3 separate regions of the Mus musculus genome follow, and all the other regions are linked to region 1. A link is a contact called in public promoter capture Hi-C data. All regions are on one chromosome and are shown on one strand. The core of a region is the stretch at or near the end of the contact, and the rest is flanking DNA. Distances in the headings are between cores, read along the strand shown.

Evidence for each region. Promoter capture Hi-C pulls out the DNA fragments that hold promoters and counts their contacts.
Region 2: a contact with region 1 is called in a promoter capture Hi-C map of embryonic stem cells. The contact joins the promoter of Paqr4 here to the promoter of Prss27 in region 1. A contact is called at or near these places in 4 of 39 promoter capture datasets (cranial neural crest, embryonic stem cells, liver and 1 more), 2 of 115 datasets of contacts at active chromatin or transcription factors (embryonic stem cells and pancreatic cancer cells) and 1 of 9 other capture datasets (adipose tissue).
Region 3: a promoter capture Hi-C map of embryonic stem cells shows a contact between it and region 1, with 3 times the contacts expected there. The contact joins the enhancer-like site here to the promoter of Prss27 in region 1. A contact is called at or near these places in 4 of 39 promoter capture datasets (the C10 cell line, cranial neural crest, embryonic stem cells and 1 more), 2 of 484 Hi-C or Micro-C datasets (both in embryonic stem cells) and 1 of 115 datasets of contacts at active chromatin or transcription factors (pancreatic cancer cells).

What each region holds. Positions count from the first base shown.
Region 1 is chr17:24,035,929-24,040,318 of GRCm38.p6, reverse strand. Prss27 (protease, serine 27) reads right to left here and starts at 2,076. Exons shown (of 6, transcript NM_175440.4): 1 at 1,958-2,076. The coding sequence starts at 2,012.
Region 2 is chr17:23,739,023-23,743,575 of GRCm38.p6, reverse strand. It overlaps Paqr4 (progestin and adipoQ receptor family member IV), which reads left to right and starts at 3,246. Exons shown (of 3, transcript NM_023824.3): 1 at 3,246-3,716. The coding sequence starts at 3,551. Kremen2 (kringle containing transmembrane protein 2) reads left to right here. Exons shown (of 10, transcript NM_028416.2): 5 at 1-21; 6 at 203-356; 7 at 682-1,014; 8 at 1,094-1,219; 9 at 1,301-1,379; 10 at 1,605-2,377. The coding sequence ends at 1,815.
Region 3 is chr17:24,357,848-24,362,251 of GRCm38.p6, reverse strand. Abca3 (ATP-binding cassette, sub-family A (ABC1), member 3) reads right to left here. Exons shown (of 33, transcript NM_013855.3): 2 at 4,261-4,333; 3 at 1,163-1,364. Among named protein-coding and RNA genes, the nearest start is that of Gm25618, 2.5 kb to the left of the region's middle. Within about 2 kb of position 2,406, at least 13 of the 459 cell types and tissues checked have an H3K27ac peak or open chromatin away from gene starts, as enhancers often do.

The sequences.
Region 1 (4,390 bases), core at 827-3,326:
CAGACTGAGCTACACAATGAGTGCTTGGCCAGTCGAAGCAATGTTGTAAGACCCTGTCTCAGGATAAATGAAGTGACTTAATGGTTGAGAGCCCTGGCAGGGGACCTGAGTTCAGGTCCTAGCACCCATGTTGTGACTCACGGTCATCTGTAACTCCAGTTCCCGCAGATCTGATGCCCTCTAATGGCCTCCATAGGCACTGCATGTACATAGCATGCATGCATACGTGCAGATAAAGCATTCATACAAGTAAAAAATAAACATAAATAAATAAAGCGCGGGAGAGATGGCTTGTTGGTTAAGAGAGATTCCTAGTTCAGTTCCCAGCACCCAGGGGTCCAGCAACCCCTTCTGGTCTCACAGGTAAACTACCTTCACTTAAACACACAAGCACATAGGCACAGACACACACACACACACAAGAGAGAGAGAGAGAGAGAGACAGACAGACAGACAGACAGACAGACAGACAGACAGAGAGACAAAGAAATACAGAAACAGAGAGATAAATTAAATAAAAATAAAATCTTAAAATAATATAAAGTAAAAATAAAATCTCAAAATAATATAAAGTAAAATGAAAATATGACCAAAGACAGTCCCCATCTTGTTAGAACTCAACTGGAACTGATCTCCAGGCCCCAAGAACCAGCTTGCAACATTGCCAAGGGCACAGATCCTCCTTCTGCAAGCCACCTCCTCCTCCTCCTTCTCCTCTTCCTCCTCCTCCTCCTCCTCCTCCTTCTCCCCCCTCCTCCCCCTCCTCCCTCCTGGAACTTGCAAGATCCTTCTGTGCATTCTCCCTCCATCCAGTCTTCTGTCACTCATTGTCTCTGCTGCAGCTTGGTCCTTCAGTCTCTCCATGTCCTAAGGGCAGTCTATGTCCATCCTGGATCCCTGGTGGGAATAGCTAAGGTCTGAGAAAAGGTGAGACCAGCCAGAGGACTCCTGGGGTGCTGGTCACCCTGGGCTGAAGTGAGCATGTCACCAGGGGTCCAGCCTCAGGTTCCAGCAGTTTGTGAGCCAAGGGCAGACTGCCGTTTCTGCTTTGGTAGTGACCTCGATTGATCCACCCACAGGAGCCAGCAGTGTCACACCCAAAGGAAATGGGCTTTCTTGCTGCTAAAGGTCATGGACAAGAACATTCCTTGACTTTGGGGGAGGTGGGGGGCATCCCCACAGAGATACCCACTGATGTCTTCCTAACCCCAGCCCTGACTGAGACACGGCCTGGGGTAACTTGGCCTGGCCCAGGGAGGTGAGGTGAGGACACGGAAGCATGCTGGCTGCTGAGCTAGCCCATCTGGCCCAGGAATGTGGGAGAGTTTCCCTGGTAGAGAGGAGCCCATCCCACAGGAAACATGGTAGGCAGAGCACCTGGCTAGAACTTGCTGACCCCTGTGCAAAATGGACAGGGGCTGCTTCTCCCTCTGAAGGCAGGAGCTGGGACCCTCTGCAGCCTGCAGCTCTTGTCCCCAGCTTTCTGCTGAGCCTCAGGCAGATTCTGAAAGTTCTTAGGCTCAGAGAGCAAACACAATTCACATAAGCCCAGGGACTTGGAGGTCTGCAGGCCTGGGTTCTAATCTTACAGGTGTAGAGGCTCTATCATCTGTGGAATGGGAAGAGAGGCCTCTAGCTCAGAGCATGACACACAGTGAGAGCCTGATGGGGGTGTGGCTTTAGCCAAGCTCCTGCCTTGGGGTCCTCTCAAGGCCTTGACCACATATTCTGCCAGACCTTCCCACAGCACCCCTCCCCCAGTCAGGTCTCTGAGGTGGAATATCTGGGAACTGAGTATATTCTCTGGGAACCCCATCACTGAGAAGAGAAGATTCCTTTTAGGCTCAGGCAGGCCCAGGGACTGGGGGGGGGGGCTCCGGTGGAAGTCAGAGCAGAACAGAGGGGCCCTTACAGAGAGAGATGGCAGCAGGACGCCCCCGCCCCCACTGCAACTCACCAGATCTGAGCAGCAGCGGCAGCAGCAGCAGGGCAGCGATGTGGGGCTGCCTCATGTTCTCTGGCTTGGTGGACGTTTGAGTCCTGGTCAGAGGTGGCAGAAGCTCTCCTTAGTACTACAGAGGTTCAGGCTCCATGAAGTGAGGTTTTATGCTGGAGATGAGTGTCAGCTCGGCTATGCCGCCCAACCTGTCAACCCTGCCTGCCCAGCTCCTCTTTGGCAGGAAGGAGGTACCCAGAACACCAACTCTATGACCCGGCCCTGAACTCCAGGGGCCAGACCCCTTCCTTTGTAACTTCAGGATTCAGCTGACCACAGAGGACTCACTACCTTCCTCAATTGACCATAGGTCCTACATAACTTGGCAGAGTCTACTCCATCCAAGAGACCTTCTATGTCATTCATTCATTCATTCATTCATTCATTCATTCATTCATTTGTTCATTCATTCGTTCATTCATTTATTCATTCATTCAGTCAGTCATCAAATACTTGTTGAGCACCTACTTTTTATCTGACACCTGCAATTCAAGGTTGATTTATACCCTGATGGGAGCGTAGACTTTGAAGAACTAAGGTCAAGGTGCTTGTGCAACCAAGAAAGAGGGACTTTGGCAGGCTCCTGCGGCCCCTGATGATGCTCTTGGACCATACACACACACACACACACACACACACACCTGCAGATTGGCTCAGGGAATAGGAACCTTTGCCCCGCCCCTGCCAGTCTGGAACTGCACCTTCTAGGCGCGGCAAGAGCTGTTCTGGGAAGGCGCCTTAGTAGTGACCGGTAAGGTCCGGTTCCTGCCCTGGGTGTGCCCGCCTGTCAGGCTCCCAGACTTGAAGCCACAGCGGAAGTGTCCCTGGGAGGAAGTTGTTTGGGGCACGGAGACTGACATCAGACAGAGCTGGACAGAAGTTCTGAAGACCACTCCCTACTAGTCGAGGAGTCAGGATGCAGGACCATATCCTGAACGTCTCACATCCGATCCTACCAAGCCAGGGAGCAGTGCTGGACAGTGGGCCTGGCCCTGCCTCAGTTTTCCCGCAGGAGCAGAGGGTGCAGCGTCTCACTCTGTTGGTGTGAGCCAGGGGAGGTCAATTGCCCAACAGGGTAGCTCAGGGTCACACGAAGTGCAAGGGACCTTGGTCTCCCTGGGTTGCTGTGCAGAGTGTAACTCCCTGGTGACCGTCGCCACTCCTGTGTGGTCCCTGTCTGCTTTGCAGAAGACACAGAAGCAAGGGCTCCCCCTGCAGTGTGGGCATGGCAGGGAGACACTTCTATTTGAGGAAAAAAGTCTTCTTTTTATAAAAACTAGTGTTTCAAAGCAATCGGATGGCCACACATCAGACAGACATCCAGTGATCCATTAGCCCTACCTTTGAGGCACTTTCTGACCCTTAGAAGCTAAGGGCTTCCTTGTGGAGCCTTTCCTATCTTTTCCTCTCACTCCTCTCTCTTCTAACAGCAAGTACTTTTTGCATACAACTCTGCCTTGACATTAGGTGAGCAGCAGAAGTGAGTATGTGGGTCCAGAGGAAGCTGGGCTCTTGAGAAACCATGTGGGTCCCTCCCACTAGCAGTAAGCCGGACCCCTCCCCAACCCTACACCCCCCCCCCAACCCGGAGTACACTGCCAGTGAGGTGAGCAACAGCAGAAGGGTAGATGCTTCTACACAGGGCCACAGAGGGGCTGAGGGAGTCTGATGACAGGAGCTTTCTGGAGAATTTTGTCTTTTTTTAAAAATGTTATTATGTTAATTAATTCATGAGATGATGTGTGTGCATGTGAGGGGGAGGGTGGTTAGCCAAAGGGACAACTTGCAGTGATCAACTTCCTCCTTCCACCAGGTGGGTTCCAGGGATGGAATTCAGGTCGGCAAGCTTGGTGGAGAGCTCCTTTTCCTGCTGAGCTGTCTCGCTAGTCTCCTAGAGCATTGTCAAGGTTGGAAGTCACAGTAGCTCTCACAGAAGAAAAGAGCTATGGCCACAAGTTAAAAGCACAAACATGGGTTACAAATAGAAAGGTAAACAATAGGGAAAAAAAATCAATGTAGGAAATATGGCTGGGTGGCAAAACCATTGTTTCTCAGGGTGCTCAAAGAAACTAGAAAACAAAACAAAACACAACAAAGAAAACCCAACAAAACCTCCTGAATCCTAAAGGTGAAATGGGTGAAGAACAGAGACAAGCAACAAAGAGGAAGCTAATTTGGCTAACATACCTGCTGGGAAATGTTCACCTTAGTAATTAAATGAATGCAAATCAAAGCAGAGAGAGCTCAGTTGCCACTCACGGGTTAGCAAAGTCTGGAGGAATGCTCTTAGGCAAGGCTGCAGAGAAGTAGGTCAGAGGGTGAGCATGAAACTGGCCTTTGGGAATTGTTTTTTTATCTTCAGAAATGGTCATGTACCCCAAGCTAGCCCTGAAC
Region 2 (4,553 bases), core at 1,997-4,496, 300 kb after region 1:
TGCCGCATGAAGGGCTACCAGGTACTGTCCTAGAGCCCAGGCCAGTGACCCCTGACCTTGACCTCAGCACCCTACCCAGCTCCCAACACAAATGCCAAACTTGACACTAACTTCTGAACCCCACCAATTCCCTACTTCCCGCCCCACTACTCACCCATATCCACCATCCCTGCCTTTGGGGTCACCCAGTCTGTGCTCCCAGCTGGCTGGTGTGGAGGCTGGTTATGCCTGCTTCTGTGGCTCTGAAAGTGACCTGGCCCGCGGACGTCCAGCCCCTGCCACCGACTGTGACCAGATCTGTTTTGGCCACCCAGGCCAGCTCTGTGGAGGCGATGGACGACTAGGCATCTATGAAGGTGAGACGTAGACCAGAATGAAGGGTGGAGTCTAATGTGCCATTCCTCCACTAGGAGTGGAATCAGGAAGCCTTCTGTTGGAATGGGGCGTGTTAAGGAGACTAAGAATGAAGGCAGGATCTGTAAAGGACTTGAGGCTGAACCTGATGGTGAAGCCAGCACTTAATTAGGAATTGGTTCGAAGGAGGGGCCTATTTAAAGAAACTGAGCGGTGCCAGTACTGGGGTGGGAATGAGACCTAGCTCGAAAAGGGGACTCTTTCCACCTGCGCTGGAAAGAAAGCCAAGCTGGCCTCTTGTTTCTTGACCGCCTGCTCTGCCCGCAGTGTCTGTGGGCTCCTGCCAGGGAAACTGGTCGGCTCCTCAAGGAGTCATCTACTCCCCGGATTTTCCGGATGAGTATGGACCAGACCGGAACTGCAGCTGGGTATTGGGCCAACTGGGCGCTGTGCTAGAACTCACCTTCCGCCTCTTCGAGTTGGCTGATTCTCGAGACCGGCTGGAGCTACGCGACGTCTCGTCCGGCAACCTACTCCGTGCCTTCGACGGCGCCCATCCGCCGCCTCCGGGACCGCTGCGCCTGCGCACTGCTGCGCTGCTGCTCACCTTCCGCAGCGACGCAAGAGGCCATGCTCAAGGCTTCGCGCTCACCTACCGCGGTGAGCCAGGGGCCAGTCCTTCTGACGCCGCCCACACAACCGCACTCCTGGCCACCTCGCCTCACACCTCTCTCCGCAGGGCTGCAGGATACAGTGGAGGGCAGAGCATCTCCAGAGGATTCAACTGAGAGTCTCGCAGGGGACCCCGATGGGGCTAACGCGAGCTGCAGCCCCAAGCCCGGAGCTGCACAGGCTTCGATAGGTGGTGAGGCTGATTTACAAGGTGGGAGTTAAACAAGGAGTGGCTTTTCGGAGGCCTGTCCTCATCACACCCCTGTGCCCACAGCCCGAGTCTTCTCCACCGTGACGGCCTTCTCTGTGCTGCTGCTGTTGCTCCTGTCCCTACTGCGTTTGCTGCGTCGACGGTGCGGGCGCTGGGGCAGGGCCTGAGGGCAGAGCCCGCACTGGGCGCCTGATGCCTCGTGCCTCGGGTGTGGGGTCTCCGGTGGGAAGCCTGGGCTGGGGGACGAAGCTAGGAAGGCCCTGGGTTCTTGAGTGGGCGAGGCCGTGGGAGAATTGGTTTGCAGGCAGAGCAGGATGTTAGAGGCAGGGCTGGGTATGGGTCCAGCTGACGTCTGCTCCCTCCCTAGGAGCTGTCTGCTGGCTCCAGGAAAAGGGTCTCTGGCCATGGGACCTTCCCGGGGCCCCGGGAGAAGCTGGGCTGTGTGGTACCGCCGGCCCCGAGGGGTGGCCCTGCCCTGTCCCCCAGGGGACTCTCAGGCTGAGGGTCCTGCTGCGGGCTACCGTCCCCTGAGTGCCTCCAGCCAGAGCTCCTTGCGCTCGCTCGTCTCTGCTCTCTGACCCCAGACGTACGTGAGTCCATCACCACTTCTGCCAGCGAGATGGACACCCGAGATATTATGCAGCACCCTACCTCGACCTTGTGCCCCTTTAAAAGCAGCTCGGTCTCTGATCATCTCGGGAAGACCAGAAGATCGGACAGGAAGCATCCAGTGCTATTTGGGAACTTGGCCTGACCCTTGGGGTCCAGATGACTGAAGCCAAAGGACAAAGGGAATCCAACACCCTAATTCATGGACCTTGATGTGATGGGTGGTGTTTGGTTTCAGGGTTCTTTGCGCCTCTTTTGGGGATGGTCCTGGACTGCTGCCCTCGATGAAAGGTTAGGGGCCAACAAAAGTGATCTAAAGCCGGGCGTGGTGGCGCATGCCTTTAGTCCCAGCACTCGGGAGGCAGAGGCAGGAGGATTTCTGGCCAGCCTGGTCTACAAAGTGAGTTCCAGGACAGCCAAGGCTATACAGAGAAACCCTGTCTCAAAAAACAAAACAAAACAAAAACAAAAACAAAACAAAAGTGATCTAAAGACTCAGTATAGACTTAAAATAAAAGGCCTATTTTGGTAGAGGCTTTAGCAAGTTCTTTGCGCGAGGAAGAACCTGTCGATAAGGGTGTGGGCAGGGGGGCTGCAGGTGGGATGCTGGGTGTCCACACTGTGAGCTTTCTTATGAGAGGATGTGGAAGTTGGTCTTGGGTAGTTTTATGAGGAAGAAGCGCCTTCCTTGTCCCTGCCAGAGTAGAAGAGAACCGACCTTGCTTCCCTGGTCTCCTGCCTTTGCCCGTTCCTTGCCTGTACTGGGCAGGGCTAAGGGTGTGCTTTGTGGGCGATAAAAGGGAGTGAATTGGGTGGAACCCAAGCTCGAAGCAGCCTGGCCGGAAGGGCTGGGCCTCGCTAAGGGTTCCAGGTGCACCACACATCTTAGACGCTTGGGTTCCCCGCCAATGGAAATATGCCTCCAAAGTGGGTAAGCGCCTGCGCTGCTCAGGACTCTTCTGGGGGGTGTGGGGGGTGGTGGTGGGGCGCTTAGCCAGCAGCACCTTGGACAGAGTCTGACTGTGGGTTTAGAGCTGGGTAGCCGGGTTATGTGCTTGAGGTAGGTGCCCAAAGGTGCGGCAACCTGAAGGTCATTAAGAAAGCTGGGGTGTGATAATGTTGGTAGACCCAAGGTGCTAGGCCACTCCAGTGGAGGAGCCCGACACAGAAACTCGCGTCGCAAGCCAACAGCCACTCCACGCAAAGAAGGCTGGAACCGCATATGTTAAAAAGAGAAGGCATGGGCGGTCTCGGGGCGGAGCATCTCCGTCCGCAGAGCCCATTGGTCCCTGCAACAAGAACGTCAGGAATCCAGCGCGCGAAACACAGGCAGGGTGGCGGGGGCGAGGAGCCGGGGTGGAGCCTGCTGTCCCCTCCGGCGTCCGGCCGCGCCCGTCCTCCGGGCTGCGGCGAGACGCCTGGCTGCCGTTGCGGCCAACCGGAGCTCTCCCTCCGCCGCTCTGCTACGGTGGAGCTGAATGCACTGAGCTCCGACCTGGGGTTGCCAGCTTTCTCTCCCTTGCGGGGGCGTCGAACTCGCGCGTGCGCAGCGCGTGAGGGAAGGGGGCCGGGACCTCCTTGCTGACCCGGGCAGGGCCACCGGATAGCCGGAGGTGAATCGGGATGAGCTTCCCAGCGCTGCAGCTCCACTGAGAAGGAAGCCCAGGCGCAGAGGGTCGCCGGTCGGCCGCAGTGCGTGAGGCCATGGCATTCCTGACCGGGCCTCGTCTCCTGGACTGGGCTAGCTCGCCGCCGCACCTGCAGTTCAATAAGTTCGTATTAACCGGCTACCGGCCGGCCAGCAGCGGCTCGGGCTGTCTGCGCAGCCTTTTCTACCTACACAACGAGCTGGGCAACATCTACACACACGGTAGGTGAGCCGCGCCCCGATTCACGCTTCTTGCACTCGCGGCCGCCTTGCCTGTGAGCACAGCAGCCCCCCAAGCTCAAGTCCTGGACTGTCCCTGCTCTGGTTGGGTCAGGCGCCGCGGTGACAAAGCTGCCATTGTCCCAAGCTTCGTTGCCAGCTCCTGCTTTCCCAGTAGTGCCCCAAAGCAGGACAGGGGAGCAGAGTGAGAGCCAGCTTAATCCGGCTGAGCTCTAGGGGTAAGAATCCTGGTATCCCCTTGATAATCCTGCGCCTTGGGCACCCTCCCCCTCCAGCGCTCATCCTGGAGATGGGCGTTCACTGGCTAGGAGGAATTGGAGAGAAGACTGCCCCTGCCTGACCCAAGCCCTTCCTCGCGATAGCCTTGAGTCCCCACGACCATAGCAGTACCGTGGGGCTCCGCTTTCCCCCACCCCGCCCCCCAACACACTTCTTGCGGGCCCCTAGAGCTCTGCTGACACAGCCCTGGCCTGTCCTTGAGCCGCCCCAGCTGGGAGAGGGAACTAGAGCCAGCTAGGTTTAGACTTGGGCTTTTCTCTAGAGGAAGAGCGCTATTGTCTAGTCAGACCCCCACCAAGAGTGGGGCTGATGCCTGCATTTGTCCTCTATTAAGGCAATGCCAACTGGTTGTGGGGAAGGGAGGAATGTCCAAGAAAGGCCAGCACTGGAAAGAACAGAGCTGAAAGCGCCCCAGTGGAGACAGGATAGGCTTCTTCCAGTCCTTTCCCCTCATTCTGGCCTTTCCTGGCTTTCTTTATGGAAAACAAAAAGACCCAAAGCCTCCATCTGCCTGGACATTTGACAATGTTAAGTAACCCT
Region 3 (4,404 bases), core at 1,157-3,656, 320 kb before region 1:
ATGCCCCAGTACAAGGGAACGCCAGGGCCAAAAAGTGGGAGTGGGTGGCTAGGGGAGTGGGGGGAAGGGTAGGGGGGACTTTTGGGATAGCATTGGAAATGTAATTGAGGAAAATACGTAATAAAAAATATTTAAAAAAAAAAAAACACCAAAAAACAAAAACAAAAACTCCACCTGGCCAGGAGCAGTGGGGTGTGCCTTTAATTTCAGCACTTGAGAGGTGGAGACAGAGGCAGGTAGATCACCATGAATTTTGGGCCAGTCAGGGCCACATAGTGAGATCTTGTCTGGAAAAAAAACAACAACAAAAACAACAAAGACAATAAAGACCCACAACCACCAAAACCCACAGCACACCAATAAACCTCCTATCAATAAAGTCTTCAAGACAATGGTAGACGATTGATAAAGAGCAATGATTTAATGATTTGGTAAGACCTGTGGTTATTTTAAATTTTTAATGTTATGACATTTTGAGTTATTTATTCTATGTGCGTACTGTTTGTAGATGTGGGTCAGAAGACAACTTAGGGGGTCAGTTCTTCCCATCTATGTGGGTTCCAGAGGTCAGACTCAGGTCATCAGGTCACCTGCAGTGCCTTTACCCACTAAGCCATTATCATTATCGCAGATGTGTGTTTATGAAAGAAAGGTTTCCATAAACATCTCAGCTACAAGGGATCAGGAGGCTCCAGTTTATGCCAACCCAGGCCGCCAGTGGCTCATTTGACTGAGATGAACTTTCTCCCTCCACCAGAAAGGGATAAAAAAAGGTCACAGTTCAAAAGGCTTTCGGGGTCAGGTATAGCTCAGTTGGCAGAGTGGGAAGCAGGACACTCTGGGCTCAATTGAATATACTGTATACACCGGGCATGGTGGCAAATGCCTGTAATCTTAGCACCTAGCAGGCAGGATGAAGGAGAGTTCAAGGTCGTCCTCCTCCACCACACAGTTCAAGGCCAACCTGAGCTACACGAAACCCTGTCTCAAAAAGGAAATAAAAATATCCTGGTTAAAGACACAGACAGTTCCCTTTTTTGGTTATCGTCCCAGATTATAAACACTCTCTTGCTTATTCCCATTCCTTTCAAGCCCAGAGCGGCAAAAGACATCCAGTTCACCGCCCACTAGGCAGACTGCAGAGGCAGCACCAGAAACTGACCTTAGTTCCAGGAAAGGTTGGCTGAAGGTGTCACTGCAAGGCTACGGGTGAAGTCGCCTGGCGTCAGCAGTTCTACACAGATGACCCTGGGGTGGAGCCAGTGGTCCCCTGGACAGAAGCAACAGCCCTAGGGAGCAGGAACGCTGAGATCTCCAGGGACATCTGGAGGGACCTGGGGCTCACGGGCATGATGTGCTGGCACCTTTGGTAGATGAAGGGTGCTTCAGCATAATTTGAAAAATAACCATTAAACACCTCTTTCCAAGTTAGAAACCAAGAGAGCCACATGAGTTCCGACTTTGTTTCTTAGGGACCAGGGAGTGTAGATCAGCAGTAGGGCACATGCCTAACATTCACAAGAGCCTGGTTCAAGGCCCCCAGCGACACTCAGTAAAGAATCCCACTAAAAGAGAACAGCTCTGACACCGGAGAGGTGCAGAGCTACAGGGTGCATAGAGACAGTGGTGCCTGGCATTGTATGCTCATGGCTACTAATCTGGCTCTGGCTCCGAGTATTATCATCCTTGACAGATGGAGAACAAAGGAAAGTACTGACCAAGAGCAAACTGCAAAGCAAGCAGTGTCAATGCTTGAACCTCAGCCTGTCTAAGCCTCTATCTTTTATATATAGGACATATATTATAGATACATTATACATTTATAGATAAAGTAGAAAATATGTATCTTCCATATTCTAGACTCAGTGAACATCCTCCTAGCGGTTTTCTGTATCGCTTCTGGAATGTGACCCTAGAGTCAGTCCCACCTCCTCTTCACTGCTTTAATTTGCTCCCATTTCCCCCCAACACCCTGCTTACTGCTTTGTCCTCGTTAAGCCTTATCTGAAGTCTCAGTGAAGGCATATTTGCACTTGTGCATGTTCTGTTTGAGCAAAGGCATCTAAAAGAGATCCTAGAATTACAAAATCTGGAACACTTCCTGGTTACGAAAGTCAATGTATGCAAGGGAAGGAAGTTAAAGCTCCTTAACAGAGAGTCCTCAGAAGTGGCAGTGGCTGAGATCTGAGGCTGGCCTCAGGGAGAGGACAAGAGCCAGAGACTCTAAGGCAAGCAGCAAGACTCACTGGGTCACTTTAGCTCCCCACCCCCTACAAGAATCCTCTGAGAATGTCCAACTGAAGAGGGCTCAGCTAGCTCCTGAGGAAACATTCAGAAAGAGAAGGCAGTCCCCCCACCCCCACCGCCCTGCTCCAAAGCCTTGTTTGTTCTTGGTTAAAATATCAAATATTGCACAAGGCAATGAGTATTTCAATGCTTGTATTCGAAGTGGGCAATCAAATGGGTATAAAGCAAGGGCTGATTTCTGAAAACTCTGTTGGCAGGTTGTAGGAGTCCTGTCAAGATGGTCTTTCTCACGGTCGCTCTTAGCTTGGGGACTAGGGTTGTGCCAGCCCATGAGCCCTGTGGTGCATCTGCTCGCAGTGAGCTGGAAGAACCCCAGTCAGTGCCTGGATTAAAACCAGGGCCCCATGCACACCAGGCAAGAACTCTACCACTTACCCACCATGGCAGCTTCCCTGAGCTCTGTCATCTGATTTCTTGGTGCCACATAAATGTTTGTAAGCTTGGTGTTGAGGGTACTGAGGGGCCTAAAAAAACAGTGACAGGGAGCCGGTGCCAGGCCCTGGGTTTGTGCCCAGCACTGGTGCACTTCCCTTCACAAAGTCACAGCCATGAAAAGACGGAATAATAAGGCCATGAGTAGGCCGTGAGGTTGTGCAAAGAGACTGACAGCCACGGTGCTTCACATTGGTGTATGACAGAGGTGGCCACTCTCGGTGCCCTTCCTTCAGCACGAGGAACTACTTTGCCCTACTTAAGATGCTCTTAGGAAAACATCTGATTATCAGTCTGGAGAATTCCCAGCAGCCAGCCAGGACCAAAGGTCTGTGTGCACGCACCGAATGTGCACTGAATGTACTTAGTTAATATTTGCTGACAGAATCTGTGGCTTTTTAGAATACAAAACCAAAGCATTATTCGTTCAATGAACATTTGCCAAATGTATGCTGTGATGGGTACAACACACTAAGTAAGGATTTACCAATGGATGCAATAATGCTCTCAATCCAAGGAGTTTACAGTCTGTAAATACTTGTCTCTCTTATAATTGTTGGATATTAGGTCAAGACAGTTTCGTCAAGGTTTCCATTGCTTTGAAGAGACACCATGGCCATAGTAACTCTTACAAAGGAAAGCATTTAACTGCGGCCAGCTTACAGGCCTAAGTTTAGTCCATTATCATCATGGAGGAAGCATGGTGACATACAGGCAGACATGGTGCTGGAGAAGGAGCCAAGAGTCCTACATCTGGATCAACAGGCAGCAGAAGAGAGAGTAAGCCACTGGGCCTGGCTTGAGCTCCTTAACCATCAAAGCCCACCCCCAGTGACACACTTCCTCCAACAAGGCCACATGGCCTAATGCTTCCACATAAAATCCTGGAGTAGACAGGAATTAGCTGTATGTATACAGGACAGAAAGTAAGACAGACAGAGGGCTGGCTGACCATGGTGCTCAAATTGCTTTATCACTGAGGGGTCACAGGAGGATCATGGAAAAATGAAGGGACATTTGTGAGAAACACTCCGTTACCCTGAACATGGACTTGTACCTGACAGTAGCAAACAATGAGACAGAGATGAAAGCAGACTGAGGAGGCCGCTGCTGCTACTGCTGCTGATTACAGGGTCTGCCTAGTATGTAACTTGGCTGTCCTAGAACTTGCTATATACACCAGAATAGCCTCCAGATCCAGGCTAGATCCATATGCCTCTACCTTTGAAGTGTAGCATTAAATCATGTCCCATTGTGCCGAGCAGATATAAGGCCCCAGGAAAGAGTTACAGGGTACAATTCGAGCCTCTGAAGCATATGTGGCTTGCTGCTACTTCTGACTTTGTTCATGATTTTTTTTTTTCTGAGGTGATTTAAACATTGGAAAATGTCAAATGCAATGGACTCTGCAGATGAAATATATCAATCAAGATGAGTATATGTGCAGATGCACATATAATCAAATAAAAGGGAGGCTAAAAGGTACATTTTTAGGGTCTGGCCCTCATCTGTGAACCTTACCAGTTGTTTCCAAGCAGAATGAACAAGACAGTACATCACAGTGGAGGGATAGTGAGCAATTTTCTTGTATTCTCTAAAAATAAGAAAAAAAGCTGTATTTAATACATGGATGCACTCTGGTTTTCCCGGTCATGAGGCAATGGC